Linked DNA regions of Mus musculus: regions 1 and 3 are each linked to region 2. A link is a contact called in public HiChIP or PLAC-seq data. All regions are on one chromosome and are shown on one strand. Each heading gives the region's core, a stretch centred on a gene start, on an enhancer-like site or on the middle of the called end of the contact. The rest is flanking DNA. Distances are from core to core; before and after follow the strand shown.

Region 1 (4,527 bases), core at 23-2,522, 380 kb after region 2:
ATATCTTTACAGTTCTACTGCTCATGGTTTGGCTTTTCGTTGTATCTCCTTTTGACTGCATCTCCTTTTGTTAGACAGGCTACTCTAAAATGTGTGATGCTCCTGCTTCAGCCACCTCAGGAACTGAGTAACAGCTGTGAGATACTGTTTCAGGCTTAAACAATATCTGTATATCAATTGTTAATTGTTATAAATAAAATGATCAGTTTTAAAAAGTTTTTTGCTCAGTAAAAATTTGCATAACATGCAACTTTGCATTTGTAAAGATCAAGTTATACCAAGAAATATGATTCCAAAGTCCTGAGCAATGTGTAATGTGATATATATATACTCATTTTAATGAAAATGCATGGTATGGCTTCTTTCTTTTTGAGCGGCTAGGAGCCAGACCTATGCTGTGGCACATGTTAGGTGTGACTCTACTGCTTGCCTCCACCCCCTCCTCCACCCCCATCTGCAGTTTGATCTGTAGAGAAGTACTAAGTGTGAATGATCATTGTTGCTGAGTGAACAGTTGAAGCTGTGCATACTGGTTTTAAAACTGTCTCCTTACTCTAGCTGTGGCTGGTTGCTTTGGAACATCCAGTTGAGGCCTTGGAGTGTCCACCCTGGGCTTGATCTCTGAACACAGTAATTCTCCCACAGCCCCTCACAGATGCATGGTTTTCTTTTCTCCTGGTGGCCTTTTGTAAAGTAGATTTTATACTTGGATTCTGCTTTAGTTCTTCTATATGTGTGCACTTCTTCTTGCCTGAACGTGACCATGGAGGTGTCTTGAAGCACATATCTCTGGTGTTGAGCCAGCTCGGGAACACCTGGTTCATTCCTCTCATTTCCTGTTGCTACAGAGCTGTGGAGAGGCCTCTGGGGATGGGGGGTTTGTGCCGGGGCCAGTGCCGGGGCCAGTGCCGGGGCCGGTGACACGTCAGAGAATGTGCAGAATCAGAAGACACGCTGATTCATCTGCAAGCCCAGGCCTAGAACCAGGGGTACAGTGACCATGCTACCACAGGGACACTGATGTGCTATTAAACTGCTGTAGATTTCAAGTATTGGTCAAGTCAGGAAGTTTTTACCAATAAAAAACCCCTATAGTAAGATACCTTCCTCGTTCCCATAAAACAATGAAGTGTTGCAACATTTCCCTCGGACCTGCACTCTGGCTCCTTTTACAGACTTGATGAGGTTTAGATAACAGATCTGATAAGCCCATCAGTTTCCGGAGTCTGTTACTGCCCCGTGCACAAATTGGCATGGGTCTGATGACTCAACACTGAGGTTTGCCCATCAGTGCATCCTTAGCTTCACAGTTTGAGATCCTGGCAGTTGGGAATGTGTCTGAGCCAAAACCCATCTCCTATGGCACTCAGCCAGAAACCTCAGTGGTACAATTGGTCAGTAAGGTTGCGGCGGGACCTTTGAGCGGCCCGTGGTTTCCTCCCATTGTTTAAACGTGGTGCACATGGCTTCTGGAGTCAGAGAGAGGGTGACTTGCACTCTGGCCAGAAAAAAAGATTTTTTTTCCCCTTCCCTTCACAACGTGTATGCTCACAATTAGAGAGGTGTCTTAGTGGTAAGTCCACAAGGAACTGTGCCGGCACATTCTCTCTTTTATACCTGCAGCAGTTAGTGGAGGGTGTGTTTGTGGGAACAGTCTGTATTTCCTGCCTGTATTTTAATTCAAGCTGAGTTCTAAAGCCCATTTGTGCTTCTTAATGTGCTGCAAGACACTGCTCTCTCCACACACGGTACACTGAGCTCCGATCGAGTCTTCTCTCTCTTTGGACGTTGGAGGACTGTGTCAATTACTTGTCTCGTTGCTGTAACAAAACACCCGAAACACCGGACAAAAGCAACTGAAGGAAGGAAGGATTTATTTTGGCTCAAGTCCCAAGGCACAGTGCATTGTGGCAGGAAGTCGTGGTGCAAGCTCAAAGCAGCTGGTCAGGGTGATTCCACAGTCAGGAAGCAGAGGGAAAAGGATGCTGGTGGCCAGCTAGCTCGTTTTCTCCCTTTTTAGTTAGGACAGGTCTTTCCACCTCAATTAACCCAATCTACAAAATCTATCTCGGACAAGCCCAGAGATCTGTCTCCAAGGTGATCCTACATCCTGTCAAATCGGCAATCGATATAAACTGCACAGCCCGTCCTCCTCATCATGTGAAATAGCCTGGGACCACAGACAGTTGCAGACGAGGTAGATGGCAGGCATCCAGACCACTGACCTTTTCTGGGAGCAGAGCTGTTTGGGAATATAAAGCTAAAGCACTGACTGACAGCAGGGGAGACTGGGATGGTGGGGGAAATCATGGAGTAATGGTGCTAAGTGACTTTCATTGTTGGCCCTTACACTTCTGGCCACTGCTTCCAGGAATAGGTAATTCCCTATGTTGTAGGCAACTTCATTTGTCTCTTCCTCTCCAGCCACACCAGCAATCACCCTTTTTCAAGACACCATCTATTTGATAATGCCATAATTTGTCAAATCCTTATTACAGTCACTTCAAAATCCAACTTTCGGGGAGACAGACGTTCAGGCTAACAGAGCAACTTCAGCTCTACACGTGACAGCATAGTGGCTCTTTCTGAGGTGGGCTGAGGGATTGCTAGCTGCGACAAATAAAAGGTGTAGATATCCTCTGATTTAAACTTCAGGTTCATTGCAAAGCCAGGCCACTACTCATCCTCTAGCACGAAGTGTGTGTGAGGCCCAGCTCTGTTTTCAGGCTCTGTTGGGAATCACTGATCTGTCAGTGGCTTAGTTTGGGACTGGTCTGGACTAGTCTTTTTACTCGTGAAGTAACCTTGCTATTTATCAAGGAATATTACAACTCAGACCCCCTAAGTATGTCTGAAAGTATGCTTTCACGGCAGAAGAAAGCTATTAATTTGGTTTCAACAAAGAACCATCTACAAGTTCATTGGTATCATATATGTACTTTTTTTTCTCCTTCAAAGAGATCTCCCTGTATTGTGTGTGCTGACTCTTATTGAGTGTTAAGGTCTAGCTTCCCACCGACCCTTCTCTCTTCTTGCCTTTTATTAAGTCTGACCTTTACCACCTTTAGGATCAGACATGGTTTTGTAAGAAAACAAGCGTGATTCCACAGCTCAGGGCCACTGCTAACCAAGCACGGTCTCTGAGCCCCACACCAAAGACTCTTTCTCTTTCTGCACGCTCTCTTCCTTCCTTCCTCTTAGAGAGGGTCTCTCCCTTTGTAGGCCAGGTTGGCCTCGTGCATGCTGCTCCAGCTTCCAAGTACAGGCATTTACATGTATGTGCCCACTGTGCCTGCCTCTTGTATCTCTGGATTCTGACCTCGTAGGGCTCAGATGCGAACCTGGATCCTGCTTTTCCAAAAAGGGATATTAAAGAAAGGCAAGCATCTTGTTGAGGATGTAGATGGGTTTCTTTAGAAAGTTCTCAATGTTCTAGAAGGTGGGACTATTACCGGATCACTTATCCTGCACTGAGGCCTAAGACAGGGTCTGCCTGTTACACTTTCATACCAAAGATTACCTTATATTAGTTTTATGTTCTGATCGTAACCCAAATTTATGTATTTTATGTGTCTGCTGTAGGAGGAGACTATCTAAGCTTTTCTTTTAAAACAGCATCTTTGGGATGTCTCTACAGGCAATGGTGGCTTGCTATCCAGGAAATGGGACAGGTTATGTTCGCCATGTGGACAACCCCAATGGTGATGGCCGCTGTATCACCTGTATCTACTACCTGAATAAGAATTGGGACGCCAAGGTACTGTGGAATAGTGTGTGTGTGTGTGTGTGTGTGTGTGTGTGTGTGTGTGTGTTTTGTGGGGTAGGGCGAGCTTGGGGGATCTATATATGCTGTAGAAGGTGCCGATAGGGGTACACTGAGAGTTCAGATCAAAAGAGTATGCCAGTTCCAATTAGGTAAAACCTTCCAGTAACCTTAGGAAAGCTATACTTTCTAATAGCCAGTGTCCACTGTTTTATGACCTGCCCGGCCTCCTGCCACTTATGGAATTAATGCCAGAGTTGATAAGATTAAGATCAGTGGCTCTAGAGTTAACGTGGTGGGGGTAGGGGGTTGGGGGGTGGCAGGGTGACTGTGGTCAGGGGTTAATGAAGGGAGGTAACTGAACATTGGGATGCAGAGTTGATGAGACCCTCAGCTCAGCATCTGATGCATACCTTTCCCTCCCAGCAGCAACACTGAGAGAATTCAACAAAAAAAAAACAAAAAAAAACCCAGAGTGGTGGGGTCTCAACGCTGTCCCTGAGAGCGACTTCCCTATCCTCTATCTCAGGATGATATGTCCCATGGGGGTGGCATTCGTTGTCGCTTGTGAACGGCAGCTGTAGATGGTAGAGATGTGGAGTTCGTGTCAAGTTCTCCGAGCTAGGGATGATTTAGGAGTCTGTGAGGTCGGAGAGCTCTGCAAAGCTTATTTAGCTTTTGAACTTTCTGCATCTCCGTTTGCGGTTTGTTAGTGTAGACTCCGACTGTTAAGCTGGGGTCCTGGATCTTTCCACTCTATTCCG
Region 2 (4,393 bases), core at 250-2,749:
AGCAGGAGCTGATGCAGAGGCCATGAGGGATGTTACTTACTGGCTTGCTTCCCCTGGCTTGCTCAGCCTGCTCTCTTATAGAACCAAGACTACCAGCCCAGAGATGGCACCACCCACAAGGGGATCTCCTCCCTTGATCACTAATTGAGAAAATGCCTTACAGCTGGATCTCATGGACGTATTTCCCCAACTGAAGCTCCTTTCTCTGTGATAACTCCAGCCTGTGTCAAGTTGACACAAAACTAGCCAGTACAGTCCATTTTCACCATGGTGAGAAGCATGGCAGCATGCAGGCAGACATGGTGCTGGAGAAGGAGCCGAGAGTTCTACATCAGGATCCACAGATAACAGGAAGAGAGAGTGACACGGCCTGGTTTGAGCATCTGAAATCTCAAAGCCCACCCCAGTGACACACTTCCTTTAGGCCATACCTACTCCAACAAGGCACACCCTCTAGTTAGTGCTCTTCTCTAGGAGCCTATGGGATCCATTTTCATTCAAACCACTACAGGCTTGAAACCTAGGACAAATGGCCAACTGAGGTATCTATTGAACACATCAAAGGACAATCAGGTTCTCCCAGCGTTCTTCAGTCCCTACCTGTTATAGGGTATGGATGTCATAGCCTGTCCCCTACCCTAAACTTCTGTAGCCCAGGGGCTGGGCTGCTCTTCCCTATATAATTCAGCCATTTTGGTTACTTGACCTTTACCCTCCAGGTCTCTTGATTTGGCTCTCTTCTCTCCTCCCCCTTCTCCTCACATGACTTGGCTCAGGGTCCTGTTCATTCTGGATGTTCACAGATATGTCTGCCTCTAGTTTTGTTGTGTCTCCTATCTATAATAAACCTTCCCATCTAATATGCCTAGGAACAGTCATGCCCTTTTTCATTTCTTGTTTTTTATTCAGGCAGTGTCTTTACCGTACCCCTCCTCCCATACACACAGGAGTGGAGTTAGGAAGAACCCATATGGCAGCTCAGCTTTGGACTCATTGGCAGCCTGTGATGGGCTGAACTTGGCTGCTCGAGGTTGGATTGAGGCATGGTGGTTTGTTACTTTTAAGATCTAGTTTTCAGTTTTCTGAGCTGATTTTAAACTTGCAAACCAAAACCAAAACCAAAACCAAACCAAACCAAAACAAACCCAAACAGCAGCAGCAGCAGCAGCAACAACAACAACAACAACAACAGAACCAAACAAAAATCTTAAACTCAAAGTACCGAGGCAATCTTAGGCCAACACTCTTGTACTTAGGGAACATTCCTGACAAATCCTTTTGTCTGGAAGCAAAGCTTCAAAGGGTTTGTGGCTTTTCAGCTCCTGAAAGACTGGTTGAGGCAAGCTGGAGTTTCCCTCTCTTATCTGTGTGATAAACTATCTTATCTCCACTTCCCCCTCCCTCCCTGCCTTGATCTGTGGTTTGTTGCTAAGCCACTGTTTGGGGCAGGTGAGGCTAAGAAACTCACATGGCCCCGATTGTACCCAGTTCCTAACAAAGACAGGTTTGAGCTGGTTCCAGGGAACAGCTTCTAGCTCTGGCGCATCCAGTGACTTTCTGCTGCTCTCTGGACAAAAGTTTTCACGTGGTCTCTGTTGGGGTTCAGGAATTGCCACATAAACTACTCAGACTCCAGTTTCAGTTAAACAAGGCTGGTTTATTGAATGCACTCCCCAAGACTGATCGATCAGGGTCATAGCTTAGCCTTGGGAGCTAAGATTGGACCATGAATATTTCCCAGGGCCAGCTTATATGGAAAAACCATAATGAACTCTCAACCCGTACAGGGATGGCTGCTGGGTGGTTGGCCTTTTTCCAAGAGTTTGTTTGTTTGTTTTTTAATAGTTAGGACATAACAGTTCAAACTGACCTCTCTTTTGATTGGTCCTGAGTGAGGTTATGGTTGTGGAACATAGGGTATGCGGTCAGCTTGACCCTGCTCTGAATCAAGCTATTTTTCTATGTCAGTATTACAGCAACAATATGAAATACCTGGCAGGCAGATTACAACAGCAGTATGGACTGACTGGCAGGCCTGGAACAAAATGGCTACAGCTATGTTGGGGAAGCAGGCTTCAACAGTCCCCAGCTGACTAAGGAGACAGGACTGGGTGTAACAAACGGCACGGGTGTGAAGGAACATTCTGTTGCTTGGATTCCCATGTGGAGAAATCACAAGGCTCACAGAAGTGTCATGGAGAAGTCAGTGTGCTCCAAGCTCTGCATTGGAATTTCAGCTCTCATAGTTGTGCCCCACACACTCTTTCAAGGTTTCCCTTCTAGTTAGCCATTGAATCCTACCATCCCATAATTTTAATTATTTATTTATTTATTTATTTATTTATATTTTATTTTATTATTTTTTTGCTGAAGCCAGATGTCCTGTTCCTCAGATCTGCCAGTTTGGATTTTCCATGTAAAGACTTATTAAGATTAGCATAGCTTGTCCTTCCTGCTCTCAGATTCTGTAGAAAGGAGCGTAGCGGGCTGGCTCAGAGTGTGGAGTCTAGGTTCAAGACTCTTCTGACACTGACAAGACCAGGGCATGTGGTGGAGCCTTGTAAGGGTGAAATGTGGTGACTCTGTGTGCATACTCTGTGTGCTTCCTGTGGCATAAATATAATGAATGCTAACTGTCTTAGTTTTTAAACACTCTCTAGTCACTCACTAAACATTTTGTTCTAGATTCTCACCAGCATTGGGTTCTGTGCCCTGGAGCTGACTACATTTTCCCTGATTTCACGTTCTATGAGAATCTGCAGACAGAACCACAGGAGTCACAGGGTGGGAGGGGAAAAAGCAGTCTGAAAGGCTATGCTTTGGGCTGATCAAGGGTGTCTGTCCTACATAAAGCAAAGTCTTCTCTGCTTCCAGTAAAGTCTAAATGCTTTGCCAACCACAGGAAACGATAACAGCAGCGGCGGCGGCGGCGGCGGCGTCGGCGTCGGCGGCAGCGGCAGCGGCAGCAGCAGCAGCAGCAACAACAGCATAAAAGTTTGCATCCTGAGATAGATCAGAAGTGTCTAGGAATGTTTCCTATAAACTTGGGCTTCCCGCTCTGAGCCAGCTTCACCCTTGATTTTCACTATTTGATGTCTGGAGCCGTGGTTGAGCTTTGCGACTGTCAGCCATAGGAGTAAGGCGCCCTTTTCCTACCCCCACTTGGACTGGTGTGAACTTGGCAACTTATGCAAGACTGTTTTCCTTTACATCTTTGTTACAGCCTCATCGCTTATCTGAGATCTTGCTTTATCTGAGATCTGTGGCTTTAGTTACTCACTCAAATTACTGTGAAAAATCCCAGGCATTAAAAACAAAACACTCTGTAAGTTTCCCATTGCACGGTGCTCTGGGTAGCCTGACGAGATCATAGGCTGTCCTCTTCTGTCCTCCCTGGGGTGCACATCACCCTTGGCTCAGCATATCACATGTACTGACCATCTTAATCATTAGCTTGCCAGAGCTCTTACTTCAGTGGCTCTTACACAGATGTCTACTGCTATGTCACAATGCCCTGACCTTCATCTCAGGGCATGGCATTAAGCAAGTATTGGGTCACACTATCAAAAGGCTGAACACGGTTCAGTACGTTGTGGGAGACAGACCATATTCACACACCTTCTATTACAGATGCTGTCAAACTTATTCTTTTTAAATTAGCTGTTTTTAATCTTTTACTATTCTTACTTTTTAGGTTAGGCTTCATTCATGGGTACACATGTAAGGAAAACCCAGCATATATGGGATTTAGTACTGTAGTGGTTTGGACAGGAAATGTCTCCCACAGGCTCATGAGTTTGAACAATTGTTCCCAAGCTGGGAAGTTGTATAGTCCTCAGGAAGTGGAGTGGGGTTGGTGAAGTAGGCCACCAGAGTGGGCTTTGAAGGTTACACTTGCTTCCTGATCTGCCCTGCTCTCTCTCTTCCTGCCTGCTGGGCTTCGAGCAAGCAGATTCCACATGTCACTATAGACTAACTCACTCTGCTTCACCTTCTTGTCCTGATGAACTATGACCCTCTGCATCATGAGCCAGAATAAATGTTTCTTCCCTTAAGTTGCTTTGGTTAGGTATTTTGTTATAGAAAGACAAGCAATTACTCTAGATGCTATCCGAGCTCTCAGGCACCCACTGGAAGTTTTGAGACATAACCCTTTTAGCGCACTACCTTAGCTTTGTGATGTAAGAGGGAGGGAAGGCTTCAGATGTAGCTGAGATGTGTAGTATTTTATTTTGGTTAATATGCAAAATAATAGATTTTGCCAGGCGGTGGTGGTACATGCCTTTAATCCCAACACTTGGGAGGCAGAGACAGGTGGATCTCTGAGTTCAAGGCCAGCCTTGTCTACAGAGTGAGTTACAGGACAGCCAGGGCTACACAGAAAAACCCTGTC
Region 3 (4,276 bases), core at 1,482-3,981, 500 kb after region 2:
TCTGAAGAGCTGTGGCTTCTCTAGTCGGGAGCCCAGATCGTCCCATCCATCCTTCCTGTACGTCCATATGTCTGTCTGTCTTTGTTTCTTTGCTGCCCCAGTCAAGTCTGTCTGTGGGGCTGTACTGGATGTGGCAGTTGTCCTTAGCAAGAGATACCTATGTAACTTCTATGTGAAGACATAGGGGCACAAGGGATATGCGGATTGGAGTGATATATCCATTCACCAAGGACTGAAGGATTGCTAGGTATAGTCAGAAGTTAAGAGAGAAGCATGGAGCCCAGTCTTAGAGTCCTTTTAGGTGGCTACTATGGCTTCAGACTTCTAGTCCCTAAGAGCTGTGAGAGCCACCAGTTTGTGGTAGTCAAGTGGCTGTAGGAAATTTATACAAGGAGTTGATGAATTCTCATATGCTCAGATGCCAGTGACCAGAGCATGAAAGAATTCAGCCAACAATCCCATGGAGGGTGGAGGACTGGACTTCAGCCTACAGCTTTATGGAAGTTTTGACATCTATCTTCATATCTTTGAAAGCCACGCAGATTGGAGGAGAGTTTAGATGTAGTCAGTTTGAAAGCAGAAGGAAGATTTCAGTTCCAACCTTTTATTGTAACTTTCCAACAGTAGCCTGGAAAACTCTCAGCATTCGAATGTCTACATGGGACGATCACTCCCCATTTTTCTTTTTTTTTAACAGTCTCTGGAAGACTAGCCTGCAAGTCTAGGAGGGTATTTTAATAAGCTTTCTTTTGAAGTCAGTGTCTATTATGTGGCTGGCTGCAGGATACAACCTCATTCACAGTTTACCAAGGCCAACTGCTTAGATTCCTTTCTTTTCCTCTCCAGTTCATCTCTGTAGTTGTTGGGTACAGAGAGGACAACAGTTAACTAGTTTACATTTCTCACTGAGCCATTCTGTGCCAGCCAGGACCATAGGAATGGGTGAACTTGTTGGTTTATTCATTTTAAAATTCCTCTCTTGATAAATCCTCAAGCTGCCCTGTCAAACATGGATGTTTTTTGGTAGAATCTCTGCCCCTTGGTGGGTCATGCTTATGTTTTCTTGTCTCTTTCTGTCTTTCCTCCATTCCATTTGTTCACAGGGCATGTAAATCATAGTTCTGGGCACTCTAGAAGGCCCTGAGGTTGAAGAAACAATGGTTCATGTCTATGGAGAGTTTTCCAGGTTAGCTTGCTTTCTTTAGAATGGTTTCCTAGGAGACACAAGAGAGCAGAAGGCAGCTGTGGCTGCCCACTCACCTTAGTGTTGTAGAGTTGCTGTTCCTGGTGGTGGTTGTAGTCTTTGAGAATTGGGCTCCTTGACAAGATCTGTCTTGTTTTTGACTGCATGGCATGACGTGTCAGCAAAGGCATTCATCCTTCCCTTCTCCTGTTTTCCAAGACCTTTGCTCTCTGATTTGGAATCCAGAGAAGCGCTTTGGCTTGGCCAGATGACCTTCTGTGCTCACACCTATGCATCGCTACCTGCTCTCAGTGCAGTGCCCAGGCTAGAGTGCTAGCTCCTCATTAGTTGATTAAGCATTCTCAATGTAAATAGACTATTTAGGCATAGAGGAAGGCGGGTAAGAATTATGGTCCAGGAGGACCAAACACAGCTTCTTCAGGCTCAGCTCAGTCAGTGTGTGTCTTCCCTCTTGGCTTTTTTGTTGCTTGCACGTAACATTTTCTTGTTCTTTATTGCTGAATGAATTTCATCATTATCAGCTGGAAGACCCGAGGCAGTACAGAGAACTGGCTTCTGCCTATCCCCCACCCCCACCCCCAATCTGCCTATCACCGTAAATTAGAGCTCTGACAAACTTACATACTGCCAGCCTGGCAAAAAGGGAGGCTCTGTGCTTATGCAAAGCTGGGACCCTGGCTGGGGAAGTGGCAGTTTCAGGATGGGCAAGGGGTCTGATCGTAGAGCTCACTCACTTTCTATAACTGCAAAGTTATGTCTTTAGTGATCATTTTAAAGCACTGATGGGTATTTATGAAAAACAGGGAACTTGTTGATGCTGAGGATAGGAGTCTAGAATTTCTTCCACTTTTAGTGCAGAAGTGCTGCCGATGGTGAGACTCTGAATTAATTTATTATGCCTGTCTTGCCTACATTGTCCCTCATTGCTACCGCGTCTGGATCTTTGTGCTAAAAGTCCAGAGGTAGAGTGTCATGGCTGACCATCAGCATCATCCACTGTCAGTTTATACAATAGTCTCTGTGTCTTAATGAGACTCGGAAAACCATCCCTAAGAGCCAACACCACCAGCATCCATCAGAGTGCCTTGGGTGGCCCCTTCCTCATCCACCAATTACTCATTTAGGACTGAGTTTCTAGCTCGACACTTGTCTTCTCAGTCTTACCATAAAGTATCCATCTGACTCTCAGGGGAAAGGGGGGAAGAAAGGAGCTGGGCAAGCTCAGTTGTGCGTTTCTTTATTTTTTAGTGCTTCTGAATAAGGACCCACATAGGGAATTGTAGAGACATGTAGGGCCACACAACCCTACCTACCCTGCTATGACCATGCCTCCACTAACAATAGCTACCATAACGTGACAAATGTCACCGAAGACTTAAACCCAGGAAAGTGATAGTTACCATTGTCTGCAGTTTTTGTGCAAACATTTGTCTCCTTTGTCTGTTAAATCTGTCTCTGTTTGTAGTGTACAGAGTTAACTAGCGATCCACCTCATCCTTACCTTTGAGATAACAGCTGGTACTTTAGAAAATACTTCAGATAACCTGCCTTAAGACACAACAGGCCACACATGCGTTGACTTCACGGTGACACAGCCCAACCACAGCTTCCCCAGGATAGCCATAAAAGTAGGTATTGAGGGTAAAGAGAAAACATAAGCAATGAAGAGTTGGTTATACATTATAGATCATAAGGGATGGAAACACAAGAGTGCATTTTAAATGATTAATGTACGAAAACTGTCACCGCTTACTGTGCATTAATCAAGAAAAAAAATGCACTTTCCCACAGAGGTTAATGTCCCAGGCCCATTGTTCAGCTTTGATAACGTGCACAATAGATGCTCACCATGACAATGGATTGGGGTAGCTGGAAACTCAGGATGGGTGTAAGTCCCGTGTAGTATTTGGATTAGCATCATAATCTGTGCCTTGTCACACTCATGAGGAAACAAGCTACACACATATATATATATGAATATTTTTTCAAGCGTTTTCATTTTCAAAAGTAAAGAATAATGACCAAGGTACCTGCTGAAACAAATACTACCAGCATTCGCTCGTTAGGATGGTTACATGTAAAACAAATGATGCCAGATAGTAACAAATCCAAGAGAAGTTTATTATGAAAATGGCACCTGCGGATGAAAAAATTAAGTTACATAAAGACAACCATGTATGTGACATGTATGAGAATCTACAAAAGTATAAAAAGAACCCTGTTGTAAATGAAGTATGTACATTTCTGATTTGCAGCATTATCAATGGTCAATGAAAAAAATGTTTCAAAATAAGCCAGGCACTCAGGAAGTTAAGTCCGGTTAGCTTCACACAAAACAAATGTAGCATAGCTGTCGCTTTGTAACGCTTTAATTATTTGTATATATATATTGTAGAGTTGGTAACACTGCTAAGGTTTTTACGAACAGAAAGATCCCTTTCCCCATTATTCAGCTACGTGGCACCAGTCTCCTCATAAAAGTTTTCATATATTTGTACAAGAAATAGTTAAAAACACAGACACAGTCTTCACAGGTAATGAAGTGGTTTTTTTTTTTCATTTTGTAATTTTTAAACACTATGGATTTAGACAGCAGCTGTGATTATCTGTTAGTTTAAATCACCAGAAATCATTTTGACACAACACAGAAACATTTATAAAAGAAAAAGAAAAAAAAAACCCAGCTGTCTGGCTGTTCTTTGTAGCTGAGAGGTGCATTCCCTTGATTGTTCGATAGCTAGAGGACGGCTTCCAAAGCTAATCTTTACATTTCTCCATCGGCTTCCTTCATCTTCTAAACTGACTTAAGTCCTTCAAGGAAGCCCAGTGCTAAGATCTGTGGCATTTATCTTCTTTCTGTTATTATTCTACCACGGCCTGGGCCCAACTCATGGAATCCAGAGTTCTAGAGGAAATCCACTCAGCACAGTGACAATTCAAAGGACAGCCAAGTTACTATATTAGCATTGCACGAATAAACAAATATATATGACAATTCTATATTCCATTAACCCCTCCCATTTTGTTTTTAAAAAAATGTTGGTTGGCCTTTGAAATCATTTTCTGTCTAAC

The links. HiChIP or PLAC-seq counts read pairs in DNA pulled down with a chosen protein or histone mark.
Region 1: an H3K27ac HiChIP or PLAC-seq map of T-cell acute lymphoblastic leukemia shows a contact between it and region 2, with 3 times the contacts expected there. The contact joins two enhancer-like sites. A contact is called at or near these places in 4 of 484 Hi-C or Micro-C datasets (CD4 T cells, embryonic stem cells, epidermal suprabasal cells and 1 more) and 12 of 115 datasets of contacts at active chromatin or transcription factors (DN3 thymocytes, the SCID.adh cell line, T-cell acute lymphoblastic leukemia and 9 more).
Region 3: a contact with region 2 is called in an H3K27ac HiChIP or PLAC-seq map of extraembryonic endoderm stem cells, with 8 times the contacts expected there. The contact joins two enhancer-like sites. A contact is called at or near these places in 8 of 484 Hi-C or Micro-C datasets (colorectal tumor organoids, embryonic fibroblasts, embryonic limb bud and 4 more), 12 of 115 datasets of contacts at active chromatin or transcription factors (T-cell acute lymphoblastic leukemia, embryonic basal ganglia, embryonic forebrain and 7 more) and 1 of 9 other capture datasets (embryonic stem cells).

What each region holds. Positions count from the first base shown.
Region 1 is chr12:54,184,771-54,189,297 of GRCm38.p6, reverse strand. Egln3 (egl-9 family hypoxia-inducible factor 3) reads left to right here. Exons shown (of 5, transcript NM_028133.2): 2 at 3,638-3,757. Among named protein-coding and RNA genes, the nearest start is that of Gm40424, 9.9 kb to the right of the region's middle. Within about 2 kb of position 1,272, at least 76 of the 459 cell types and tissues checked have an H3K27ac peak or open chromatin away from gene starts, as enhancers often do. A contact at or near this core is called in the SCID.adh cell line, T-cell acute lymphoblastic leukemia and regulatory T cells, where this site is marked.
Region 2 is chr12:54,565,782-54,570,174 of GRCm38.p6, reverse strand. No RefSeq gene overlaps it. Among named protein-coding and RNA genes, the nearest start is that of Gm40425, 18 kb to the right of the region's middle. Within about 2 kb of position 1,499, at least 59 of the 459 cell types and tissues checked have an H3K27ac peak or open chromatin away from gene starts, as enhancers often do. A contact at or near this core is called in the SCID.adh cell line, T-cell acute lymphoblastic leukemia, extraembryonic endoderm stem cells and 1 more, where this site is marked.
Region 3 is chr12:54,071,201-54,075,476 of GRCm38.p6, reverse strand. It overlaps Npas3 (neuronal PAS domain protein 3), which reads right to left. Exons shown (of 12, transcript NM_001370962.1): 12 at 3,305-4,276. Among named protein-coding and RNA genes, the nearest start is that of Gm35818, 69 kb to the left of the region's middle. Within about 2 kb of position 2,731, at least 2 of the 459 cell types and tissues checked have an H3K27ac peak or open chromatin away from gene starts, as enhancers often do. A contact at or near this core is called in extraembryonic endoderm stem cells, where this site is marked.